3 separate regions of the Mus musculus genome follow, and all the other regions are linked to region 2. Evidence: chromatin contacts called from public Hi-C and promoter capture Hi-C data. All regions are on one chromosome and are shown on one strand. The core of a region is the stretch at or near the end of the contact, and the rest is flanking DNA. Distances in the headings are between cores, read along the strand shown.

Region 1 (3,528 bases), core at 1,009-3,508, 88 kb after region 2:
CTGACTCTGGAGGGGGGGACATCTGAGGGCCTTCCTGACTGACTCTGGAGGGGGGACATCTGGGGGCCTTCCTGACTGACTCTGGAGGGGGAAGTCGTAGGGGAAGTAGCTAATTGCCTCTCCTCTCCCACTCCAGCATGGCTCTCAGATGTAAACCAACCAGAGCCCCTGCCCTGCCCACCTCCTTTCCTGACTTCTCTTTCTCACAGGTACACTCCACCTTCCTCCATCACTGCTAGTCCAGGTACCCAGCTCAGGGTAGTCCCTAGAGCCCAGACTTAAGAAGCATAATTTTCACCTAAGCTGAGCCTGCTTACTCTTCCATGACCACTCCCTCCCACAATGCCCAGTGACGCCCTGTACCCTTCTTCCTCCTCCCTCCTGACCAGGTGCTACCCTCGTGGTGCCCTGGGGTATAGCATGGTCCTTATTCTTGGAACTGAATGACCTGTCTTGTCAACAGCAGCTGCCTCCTGGTCTGCTGACCTCATTTCTAAAATCGGCAGGTTCTGCGTGACTCACTCATCTCCGTGGAGTCTGGCTGTGTGGTTGTTCCTCTTCGAGGCAGGGCCGGGGCTCTTCCTGCCTTACCCTAGGTAAATGCACTGAATATGACCTGTCTCACTTCAGTGGGTTGTTAGTTCTTCTTTAGATCAGATCTTTACTGGTTGTCTCACCCCCTTTCTTTACGGAGCTCCCCACTCCCCGTGCTCTTCACAGGCAAGCATGCTGGCTTTCTTTGTAAATAGCCTTACATATGTTCTTGTCCCCTGTGCCTGGTCATGAGGCCATCCTTCAGACAACTCCTGCCTTCCCCGTGCCTAAAACTACTCTCTTTCTCCGAGGTCTCACATTCAGACGTCCTATGATGGCTTCTGTAACCTCACGTGCCTCTCTCTGCACATCAGCATCACCCATGTGTGGGTTTCGATCCCACCACAGAGCATCCAGTGTTCCCCGCTTTGTGTTCGGGAATTCTCTCTCCTCAGGGTTATATGCACTCTCAGTTCAGGAGACAGACGTTTTGCTTGATGATAGGATGCACTGGTATCTAAGCAACTGACATCTTTCTTCTCCTTAAGCCGGGGTATAAAATCCACACATAGAGCAACAGTTGCTACCTGTTGAGCCAGAGCCTGGCTGGAGGGGAAGCCCCATTTTATCTCCATTCTGAGTCCCCGGAAGGCCAGCCCCAGCTTTCTTAAGTGGAGAGAACTTCATTCATTTCCTAATGGGTCATACTTGGGGAAAGACTGGAGTTTCTTCATTTTAGTGTCAGGCCAGTAAGGGGTTGCAAAGTACAGAGTAAGGAATGAGGGTAAAGCAAGAGGGATTGGCCCACCAGTGGGATTTGAGGACTGTCTCTTACATGGAGGCTGGGATGGGGAGACTGGAGCAGAAGCCGAGGCAATCAAACACGCCCCTCACAGTTTTGATCCGGCTCTCACCTGTTTGAAAGGAAAACATCTGGCTTGTCTTCCATTGACCCTGATGTAAATGGGTAAAGGATTTCAGGGCACATTCCTGATAGTTCCCTGAGGGACTTCCTAACAAAGGGGTGGAGCCAAGTAGCTCTTGGAATGGTCTCCCATCATAGACATTGCACTTAGAGTTTGAGCTATACGAATAATTCAGATGCTACACTGTAAGCCCTAAATATACCTTAAGCCCACAAACAACGCCCCTTTGTCCAGCTTTATGCCTGTGTTCCTTTAAATGGACTTTCTGTTCCTGACCGCACTGTAATCAGCAGATATCCCTACCGTCCCCCCATTCCCTCCTCCTCCCTTAAAACGGCTCCTTCTAATAGCTAGCATCCTGCAGTGACCAAAGCCATTAGAAGGATTGCACCATTACTATCCTGTCCAGCACACACATAATGCCCCAGGGATTGCCTTTCTTCTTCTTTGCTTGATGCTTTTTTGTGGATGAAATCGGGGCCCAATGGTGGGCTGAAAAAAAAAAAAACCGAAGAGGGCAGAAGGTGACAGTAATTCGTTTCAAGGGCACCTCCCAAACAGCTTTCCCCACTTGAGATTCCTTTGTGAAGGTGACGGCAGATGTCAGCCTTGTGGATAAAGCAGGCTCTGAAAGCACGCGGACAGGTTGCAGACCTCTGTTCCTCGTTACCATAATATTGAATGCTCATCTTTTCCCAAGCACGACAGCGAATATGTGCTCTGCCTGCTAGCTCACTGTTGTTTGTGCTGGAAAGAACCCGGGCCCAGCCCAGAGCCACGTTGCAGGGCTCAGGACTGCTCTGAAACACTGCCACCTAGTGGCGTGATGAGGTAAGACAGCACACATCAAGGGCACCGGGACTCTAGTTCAATCTAGCTGCCCCAGCTCAAAGGCAAGGAGTTAAAAAATCAGGAGCACAAAGACCATAGCCAGTTTGGAAACGCCTAAATAGGGCAGGGGACAGGGAAAAGGGGCGGGGGAACTGGAGCCTGAGAGAGGAATTAAAAGTAATGAACGGGTCGGATTGAGCAGTCCCCACCTCCCCTCCACCCCCCTCCAACTCCCCACCCCACCCCCCCTCGCCCCCCACCCCCAAGCTAGAGATGTGGGTAAGATGAGATTGGAACCGGCCTTCATTTGGACAGCTCAGTCTGGCTTGTGACTGGATCCTTAAGGATCCCGGGGCTCAGTTGAGCTCGGGAAGTCCCTGTGCCTCGGTTTCCTCACTTTGTGGGCCGAGTCAGAGCTCAAAGTCTATCTTCAGTTGAAACATTGTATGAATTTGTTATCTGAGAAATGCAGGAGAAAGCAGTTGGCTATCCTTAAATCATCTGTGTGACTTCTTGTTGATTTAAGGGGGGACTTAAAAATGAACAAAGAAACAAACGAATGAACAAACAAGCATCCACTTCCATCTTGTCTGTTTTCAGGGTTGTAGCTCAGGAATCCTGGGAGAAGCATGGAAGAATCTTCTAGCATGTGGGGACTCTCGGGACCCAAGAGGGAGAGTAACTCCTAAAGACGTGGAGGCTTCTAGTGCTTCAGGACAGACAGTGAGTGTGTGGGGGGTTGGAGGGGATGGGGTGTGGGTACTGGCATGGAAGCAAATCTGTACTATTTGAAACACCGAAGTGAAGACAATCATTATAATGGGTTAATAATTGAGCAGGCCATTCCTTCAAGAGTTACATTTTTAAAGGGAATTTCCTGTTAGAAGGTTCCAAGGAAATCAGATACTGTTCATTGACAAGCAGGAATCTGAACAAGTAGGGGAATCCCCAGGTCCTTCGACCTTACAGGATGGGTTTTGTCCTTTGTCATTCATCGGCGTTCCTTGGGGAAACTCATCTATGATGGCTGTTTTAAACACTTCGAGTATCATTTTTACATCCCAGGGCTAAAAGAAGATGTGGCTCAGCCTCTGCCACCATTTGAAGAAGCCCAGGTTGCTCTTGCTCCTTCTTTTAAGGCTCAATGGTCCTGCTCATCAAAGCATTTCCCCAGCGAACACACAGTGGAGGGAATTTAAATTCCATCTTGATGGAATTTGAACCAAAGCACACTGCC
Region 2 (3,831 bases), core at 488-2,987:
ATTGTCTGGACAGCATAGTCACTGTGGCATGTGCACACACACATCACCAGACAGCATTACAGAATTTTAAGAGAAAGAGACCTAGTGACCTACACCCTCTGATTGTACCCCACTTCCTAAAAGCCCGTTCAGCTATGAACTGATGAGGCCGGTGCCCTCGTGATCCCAATTATTTGTTAATAGTGCCACCAACTGGACACCCTTCAACATATGGGACTTTAGTGACATTTTCTACCCAAGTTGTTAGCCAGCTAGCAAGAGTGGGGCTTCTCGGCTTCCATTGTCCGTGTGTCACACAGGGAGCTTGTTGAATGCAGCGGGCTTCATCCTGCTTTGAGAAGGACTGGGGGATTGGGCTTCTGCTAGGCTCCCACCACACGCTGATGCTCTTAGTCTGCGGATGACAGAGTAGCGAGGAGGTTGGTACCCAACAGCTGAGCAAATACTTGCTTGCTATGAGAGTTGAGAGCCTCTGGGGTTCCTTTCAACTAGTTAAAATTTCTGGTAAGGCAATGTGGGACTGCAGGACGCTGGCTTTGGTGCCCTCTGTGACAGTTTGAAACAGCCTGTGTCAGCTGGAGCTCACCTGTCCCGCTGGTTTTGCTCTAAGCTCCAAATCAGGGCTGATTGCCCCATGCCATTGCTGGTTCATTACTGAAATCTTATCTTGACAAACCGTTTCACTGGCTATTCCAGACATGTCAGCGCCACTCAGATGGGCCCAGGCCCAGCAGCCAAGGGTCTTGCAGAGGGACAGAGGACATGGGTAGCCTTGGCACGCCATTAGACAGTCACTTCTCATGAGGAATCTCCTCCTATCTCCAAATGATGATGCTCTGTGTAAAATATTTAGGATGGAAAGGGGAGGGGAGAGAAAGGAGGGGAGAGGAGGGAAGGGAAGGGGAGAGGAGGAGAGGGGACGGAAGGGGAGGGGAGGGGATGAGAAAGGGAGATTAAAACTTCTTTCACTCCTCTGGGATGTGTTTCCATCGCTGGGTACTTGTCTCTCATTAGGGCCAACCTGACTTCTTCCCAGGCAACCTCAGGAGGGAAAGGTTGAACCCTCGAGGGCGGAAGCACCTTCACCGGTGTATTTAAACCATCTCCTGAGCACAATGTTCATTACACCCCAGCCTCCAGTGAGAGCCTTAGAGGCGCTCCTGACAGGGAACACCCTGTAGAGGGCTTAATGAGTCCACGGTGCTCCCGAGCCTCAGTCCGACTCTCTGAGCGCAGTTAGGCCTTGCCAGCCTTCTGTCACCTGGAGTTAAGGACAAAAAGAGAACTCAGGGAAGCCAGAGCCACTGAGCCCAAAGGATGGCAGGCTGGAAGGCGGGCTCCTTCACCTGGCTTTGAAGCATGCGCAGTGCTTAATTACAGGAGGGTCGTGCCCATCCTTGCTATGAAGTAAGTGGGTAAATAGAGCGAGTAAACGCGGAATAATTTAACGCCCCGTGTCTGGAAGTGGCGGCGTCACTGGGTGAACTGGGTGTCGTTTGTGATGCATCTACGGCCCCCTCCCTTCTCTCGCAGCACCCCTGGCTACATCTTCGGCAAGCGGATCATCCTGTTCCTGTTCCTCATGTCCTTCGCCGGGATACTCAACCATTACCTCATCTTCTTCTTCGGAAGCGACTTTGAGAACTACATCAGAACGGTAAGCACGACGATCTCCCCGCTGCTTCTCATCCCCTGATTGCTGGAGACAGAGAAGGACGCTCACCAGATCAATAGAGACGCATCATAACGCAACGCCGCGAAGGCTTCTGCTCCTCTTCAAGCTGTAGATGCTGTCAATCTTGCTGCCCTCGGGGCTCTGTGGCATCCGTTAACTTTGCTTTTCCGGGAAGAAAAATGTCTTGTGCTAGCTCCACCCCTCGAATGCGGCGGTGGCCCAGGATTTATTGTCTACATCCAGCCTATACTTCTCCTGGCTTATCCTGCTTTCTGAAGATGTCTTGTAATCAGACACGTGTTTTCCTAAAATAAAGGGTATAGACAAAATTTAAGCCCATGGCTCAGATTGGGGTGATATTTCTGTATTAGCTATTAGTGTTTCTTCAACCTACATGATGATAATTAAAATCACAATTTCCATATATGGACGCTAACGTCTTCAAGAGTCTTTTATTGACTGAGTACCTTCCCCGTCCCATATTTGGATTAGGTTGGGATCTTAATTCACTAGGATCATGCCCAATATTACTGCATCATGCAGCTTACAATGTGCTCTAAGAGTTGAAGATAATGCCAGGCCACCAAACAAACATGACAAAATGGATTCACAGGTCACTTGCTGGCTATAGTCAATGAACAGATTTCTAATGCTGTCAGCTAGGTGTCTTTGGGACAAAGAGGGAATCTTGGAAGACATGGGTGTAGTCAAATGTCCAAGGCAGCTAACAGGAAAGGTGTTCTTTTGGGGCCATGCACAGTGAGCTCAGTTTGATTTTCCTTATATAACTTAATTTTGGGGGGATAGTATATTAGAGTTCTCTTGAAGGGGCAGCACTGATTTTATATGTATATATATATATATATATATACACACACACACACATATATATATATATAATGCACATGCACACACATCTATAAATTATATATATATATAATTTAGTACTAAATATATATCATATTTAAATTTATTATTTTATATACACATTTTATTTCAATATGTAAATATATAATATATTTATATGATATATAAATATATTTATTACTATATGTTATATATTTTCTATAACATGTATTTATTTTATAAATTTATTTCATAAATATAAATATATTTATAAGATATATATGTGTGTATATATATACATGCATATATATATATATATCATATATATGCCATATATATAGTTGGTGAGCTTACTAAATTGTATCTGGTGGCTGTCTCACATTGGAATTTGTAGTCGCTCAGTCCAGAAGGCTGGATGTCTCAGCAGCCCCAAGCTGGTGCTGAAGGCCTGGAGAATTCCTGGAGAGTTGCTGGTCTTCAGTCTACATTGGAATCCCAAAGAAGCCAGTTCTACTACCAAAAGGGATGCCACAGCCATGAGATAGATGAGCTTGTCAGCATGAGTGAGAGCAAGCAGGCAAAAGGCAAAAGCTTCTGTTTTCCATGTCCTTGTATGTGGGTCTTCCCACCACAAATGACCCAATCAGGAAAATCCCTCACAGGAGAGCCTGGTGGCTTGGTTGGTTCCAGAACCAACCAATAACCAAGTTAGTTTGTCTACAAATGGGTCTTTGTGAGCCTTTCATACATATACATTGCCATGCCTGGTTTTTATCCTGACCTCCATTCTCTGTCATTTCTTTGTCCTTCTTGCTGATTTTCTTTGTCCCCAAAAGTCTCCCTTTGCATTCTTGTCACATAGATCTCCTTGTCCCTCTTGTCTATCCTTCCTTTCTACCTCCTCCCTCTCACAATTGCATATCTATTTTCTCGTTGCACACACACATGCATACACACACTGACAGACACATAGACACATACATGCACACACAGAGATACACACATACATGCACACATGCACATGTGTGTTCACAGACACACACATAGATGGCACACAGACATGTGCACACACAGAGACAAACACACACACAGACTCACGCGCACACACACAACCCAGATACACACACACAGACATATGTGCACATGCATGTGCACAGACACACACAGACATATACACCCAGACACATACATGTGTGCATTATGTGCACACACAAACACACACATACACATATACACATGTGCACATGCACACACACACAGGCACATACAGAGACATGCACACACACAGACCCCCCCACATGCACACACAC
Region 3 (3,674 bases), core at 1,037-3,536, 130 kb before region 2:
CCCACCCGTACACATTAAATAAAATAATAAAGAAAACGTACAGCATGGGAAAATGAAAACTGCTGCCCAAAGAAGGATGGGCTACAGCTGCTTAAGTCAATATGTGCTTTCCTTCTCCACCATTTCGATGTGGACAGCAGGGGCTCGATACCTGCTCCAGCTGGATCTGATGGCCCTTCTTCCCTTACTCCCCAGATCTAACCCATCAACACATCCTACCAGCATCACCTCTTTTTTTCCTTTTTAAAAAGACTTATTTTATGTATGTGAGTGCACTGTAGCTGTCTTCAGACACACACCAGAAGAGGGCATCAGATCCCATTACAGACGGTTGTGAGCCACCATGTAGTGGCTGGGAATTGAACTCAGGACCTCTGGAAGAGCAGTCAGTGCTCTTAACCACTGAGCCATCTCTCCAGCCTCTCCAGTGTCACCTCTTGAGTGTAGGACCTAACTGGTCCCCACTATTGTTGCTGTCAAGTTCTCTAGCTACTTATCATTCGAATTTAGATGCTTCACCTTGAGCCATCCTTATGTCCCACAGAATATCCAGACCGACTCTCTAGGTAGAAACCCAGTGATGCCCCGACCTTGATTAAACCCTTCAGTAAATTCTCATTTGAAAAAACAAACCCAAAACAAATCCAATACCCTTTAGGGAAGGCCCTAAATCACAGGCCTTAGGACTGATCTGCCAGCACGCTCTGCCCACCTCCTCCCATGCTATTCCTGGATAACTGTTCAGCCACCCCAGCCTCCCGACACTCCTGTTACCTGACAGACACAATCCTTTGCCCGGGGACCTTTGTACTTCTTCTTCTTTCCAACTTGAACCCATTCCATCCAAGCTAAAGGTCACCACAAGTGCTTCTAGTGTTATCCTGGCACTCAGATATGGCTCACAGGACTTTTCAGTAACAGAAGCGGCCTCCCCTTCATCTCCTACAGCGAACCCTCCTGTTTTCACTGGTGTTTCAGGCCTCGGATGGTGCTGGACAGGAGATACTCAAGGAATGCATTCACCGACTAGCTATGCCATGTTTCACATACCCATGTAATTAAGGACTGATCTTTCTACAGTTATTATTTTATTGAAATATTTCTTTTTTGGAAAGCTTTTTAGCAACTAGATAGCTTCTAAAAATGTTTCCAATGCATACAAACTTCTCTGGCAATGTGTATCGGTAAACAGAGTAAACTCTTTCCCACAAGTAAAAAGCAATGTATTGTTGGAAGTTTAAACCCAGTCTCTCCTCCATATCTTTTTTTTAACGTACTTAGTTTTACTTCATGTGCATCGGTGTTTTGCCTGCATGTATGTCTGTATGAGGGTGTCAACTTTCCTAGAACTGGAGTTACAGATAGCTGTAAATGCCATTTGAGTGCTGGGAATTGAACCTAGGTGCTCTGTAACACCAGCCGGTGTTTTTTTTTTTTTTTGGTTTTTCGAGACAGGGTTTCTCTGTATAGCCCTGGCTGTCCTGGAACTCACGCTGTAGATCAGGCTGGCCTCGAACTCAGAAATTCTCCTGCCTCTGCCTCCCGAGTGCTGGGATTAAAGGCGTGCGCCACCACGCCCAGCCCCAGCCAGTGCTCTTAACCACTAAGCCATCCAACTCTCCAGTCTCTCTGTTAGCACCTGGATGGAAACATGCCACCCCCTTCAGCCCCAGAGGCAGACACTGTGTTCGGGTGTCCCTCCTACCTTCCCCAGACAGCAGAGCCCCTCATAGCTGCCGCCTCCTCAACCACTCACCTTCGGAGCCCGCTCCAACCCAACGCCAGCTCTCAGTGATTTACCACTAATACTGCTTTTATGCCGCCTAGCAGTGACATCTGTGTTGCCAAATCCAGTGTCACCTGCTCAGATCACAGAAGCTATCCCAGGTGCTTTGTGACTTTCTCCCAGAAACATGCAACTTTTCAGACCCCCACCCCCTAATTCTGTGGCCAGCTCTTGTGTTGCTCTTCACATGGTGAGAATGCTAACAGGAGCTGAGTTCAGAGTTCAGAAGAAGAAGTACCTCCCCTATCTTGTAATACTCCTGTGGCAGGAACAGGGCAGCTCTTCTCGTTTTAAACGAGGGCTGTCCTTTGTGACCCACTTATGATTATTTCTTTGTAAAAACAATAAACCAAATCAGTATTAGTCTCCAGGAAACCACAGCCCTGTGACCTTGATAATATAATGATTAGCAAGGGATTTTCCCATCTTACACTGTAACATTTCTATCTGGGTCATGGCTGCTGAGGATGGAGGTTTAGCTGAGTCACTAAGTTCTGACTAAGGACAGCAAGTGGAAGTACCATGTGATACCTTCATAATACCTGCCCAAATGCACAGGAGGATATTCCCCCAAGCCTGTCTCCATCCGGGTGCCTGGAATGCAAATTTCCAGCTTGGTAAGCCAATGGGAGTCACGGTTTTCTGCCACCCAGAACTGAATCCACTTCTAAACACTACTACCTACCATCCAAGCTCCACTGTGGCAGGTATGTCGCAGATGCCCAACAACCACATCAAAGCAGATATGCTTGTATGGGATGAACCGCCTGTCATCCAGACAGACACGACTGAGTGGCCCCAGTGAGAGAAGAGTTTAGGTTTTAAATGGTGCCACTATATCTGGCCCCAACCCTGGCTACCTTTTATTTTGAGGGCTGGAAGCTGAACCACAGATGTGAACGTGGGCACATCTGTGCTCTGCAGTGAGTTCCATCTCCAGCCCCACTTGGTTCATAATGACCAGAGAGATATAGTCCATGATGCATGCGTGGTTAAAGCCAGGCCTCTGTATTTCTATTGCACACTCACTCCACAGCGTCTAATACTTCAGGTGGTCCTTGAAGTCCTGCCTGGCATTGCCCCATCTTCCTTCTTTCCTTGTTGTGCGTTCGTTTTTTTCTAACTAGGATATTATGGTACGTTGCCCAGGTTTGCTCCAGCTTGCTCAGTCTGGCCTTGAACCCATGATCCAGTCCAGCAAGTGGTAGATTACACATATGGGCCGCTGCAGCCAGTTCCTTCCTTCTTTTATTTATACTCTGAGGGAGGATGGGGAGAGTGTCTTGTATTTATGCTCCTATAATGCAACACGCACCTCTAGGCACACCAAGGCCATCGTTTTAACCTCAGACTAAAATAACTAGTTTTTAAATTAAAAATACTTAGATTTAGGATCAAGAGTTCAAGCTGAGAAACCTGCCCTTTGGTTGTTGTTGCTTGAGACAGGGTTTCTCTGTGTAGCCCTGGCTGTCTGGAACTCACTCTGTAGAGAGGCTGGCCTCGAACTCAAGAGATCGGCCTGTCTCTGCTACCCAAGTGCTGGTAGTAAAGGTGTGAGCCATCACTGCCCAGCAAAACCTGTTCATTCATTTATGACTCTAGAGATTTTAGAGAAAGTTAGATTTTCTAAATCTCAATTTCCTTATTTGTAAGATGGGGATAAAAGTAAGGCCAGAGGTCTACTCCAGCTGCATGGGGACACTGTTGACCTTGTACACAGCTCAGGGCTTCAGTTAGCTACAAGCTCACCATCCAAGCCACAACTGTGAATTCTAAATTTAATTATCTAATTAACTAGTTATCATTGAATGCACGTTGGTGATGTGTGTGTCAGGGCATGCAGGTTCCCTGGCTTGTATGTGGAGACCTGGGTCAGCTCTGTGGGGTC

The links. A called contact is a pair of places that touch in the nucleus more often than the background predicts. Capture Hi-C pulls out chosen DNA fragments and counts their contacts.
Region 1: a contact with region 2 is called in a Hi-C map of cerebral cortex, with 4 times the contacts expected there. The contact joins two enhancer-like sites. A contact is called at or near these places in 6 of 484 Hi-C or Micro-C datasets (the G1E-ER4 cell line, the N1E-115 cell line, cardiomyocytes and 3 more), 3 of 115 datasets of contacts at active chromatin or transcription factors (double positive thymocytes and embryonic stem cells) and 3 of 9 other capture datasets (adipose tissue, liver and pancreatic islet).
Region 3: a contact with region 2 is called in a promoter capture Hi-C map of pancreatic islet. The contact joins two enhancer-like sites. A contact is called at or near these places in 1 of 484 Hi-C or Micro-C datasets (uterus) and 3 of 9 other capture datasets (adipose tissue, liver and pancreatic islet).

Annotation. Positions count from the first base shown.
Region 1 is chr5:149,373,778-149,377,305 of GRCm38.p6, forward strand. It overlaps a transcript of Medag not described here. Among named protein-coding and RNA genes, the nearest start is that of Gm38753, 8.0 kb to the left of the region's middle. Within about 2 kb of position 2,259, at least 94 of the 459 cell types and tissues checked have an H3K27ac peak or open chromatin away from gene starts, as enhancers often do. A contact at or near this core is called in cerebral cortex, where this site is marked.
Region 2 is chr5:149,286,039-149,289,869 of GRCm38.p6, forward strand. Alox5ap (arachidonate 5-lipoxygenase activating protein) reads left to right here. Exons shown (of 5, transcript NM_009663.2): 5 at 1,534-2,115. The coding sequence ends at 1,696. Among named protein-coding and RNA genes, the nearest start is that of Alox5ap, 23 kb to the left of the region's middle. Within about 2 kb of position 1,738, at least 40 of the 459 cell types and tissues checked have an H3K27ac peak or open chromatin away from gene starts, as enhancers often do. A contact at or near this core is called in cerebral cortex and pancreatic islet, where this site is marked.
Region 3 is chr5:149,158,440-149,162,113 of GRCm38.p6, forward strand. The region is part of intron 1 of Mm2pr (macrophage M2 polarization regulator); the gene reads right to left. Among named protein-coding and RNA genes, the nearest start is that of Gm42788, 16 kb to the left of the region's middle. Within about 2 kb of position 2,287, at least 15 of the 459 cell types and tissues checked have an H3K27ac peak or open chromatin away from gene starts, as enhancers often do. A contact at or near this core is called in pancreatic islet, where this site is marked.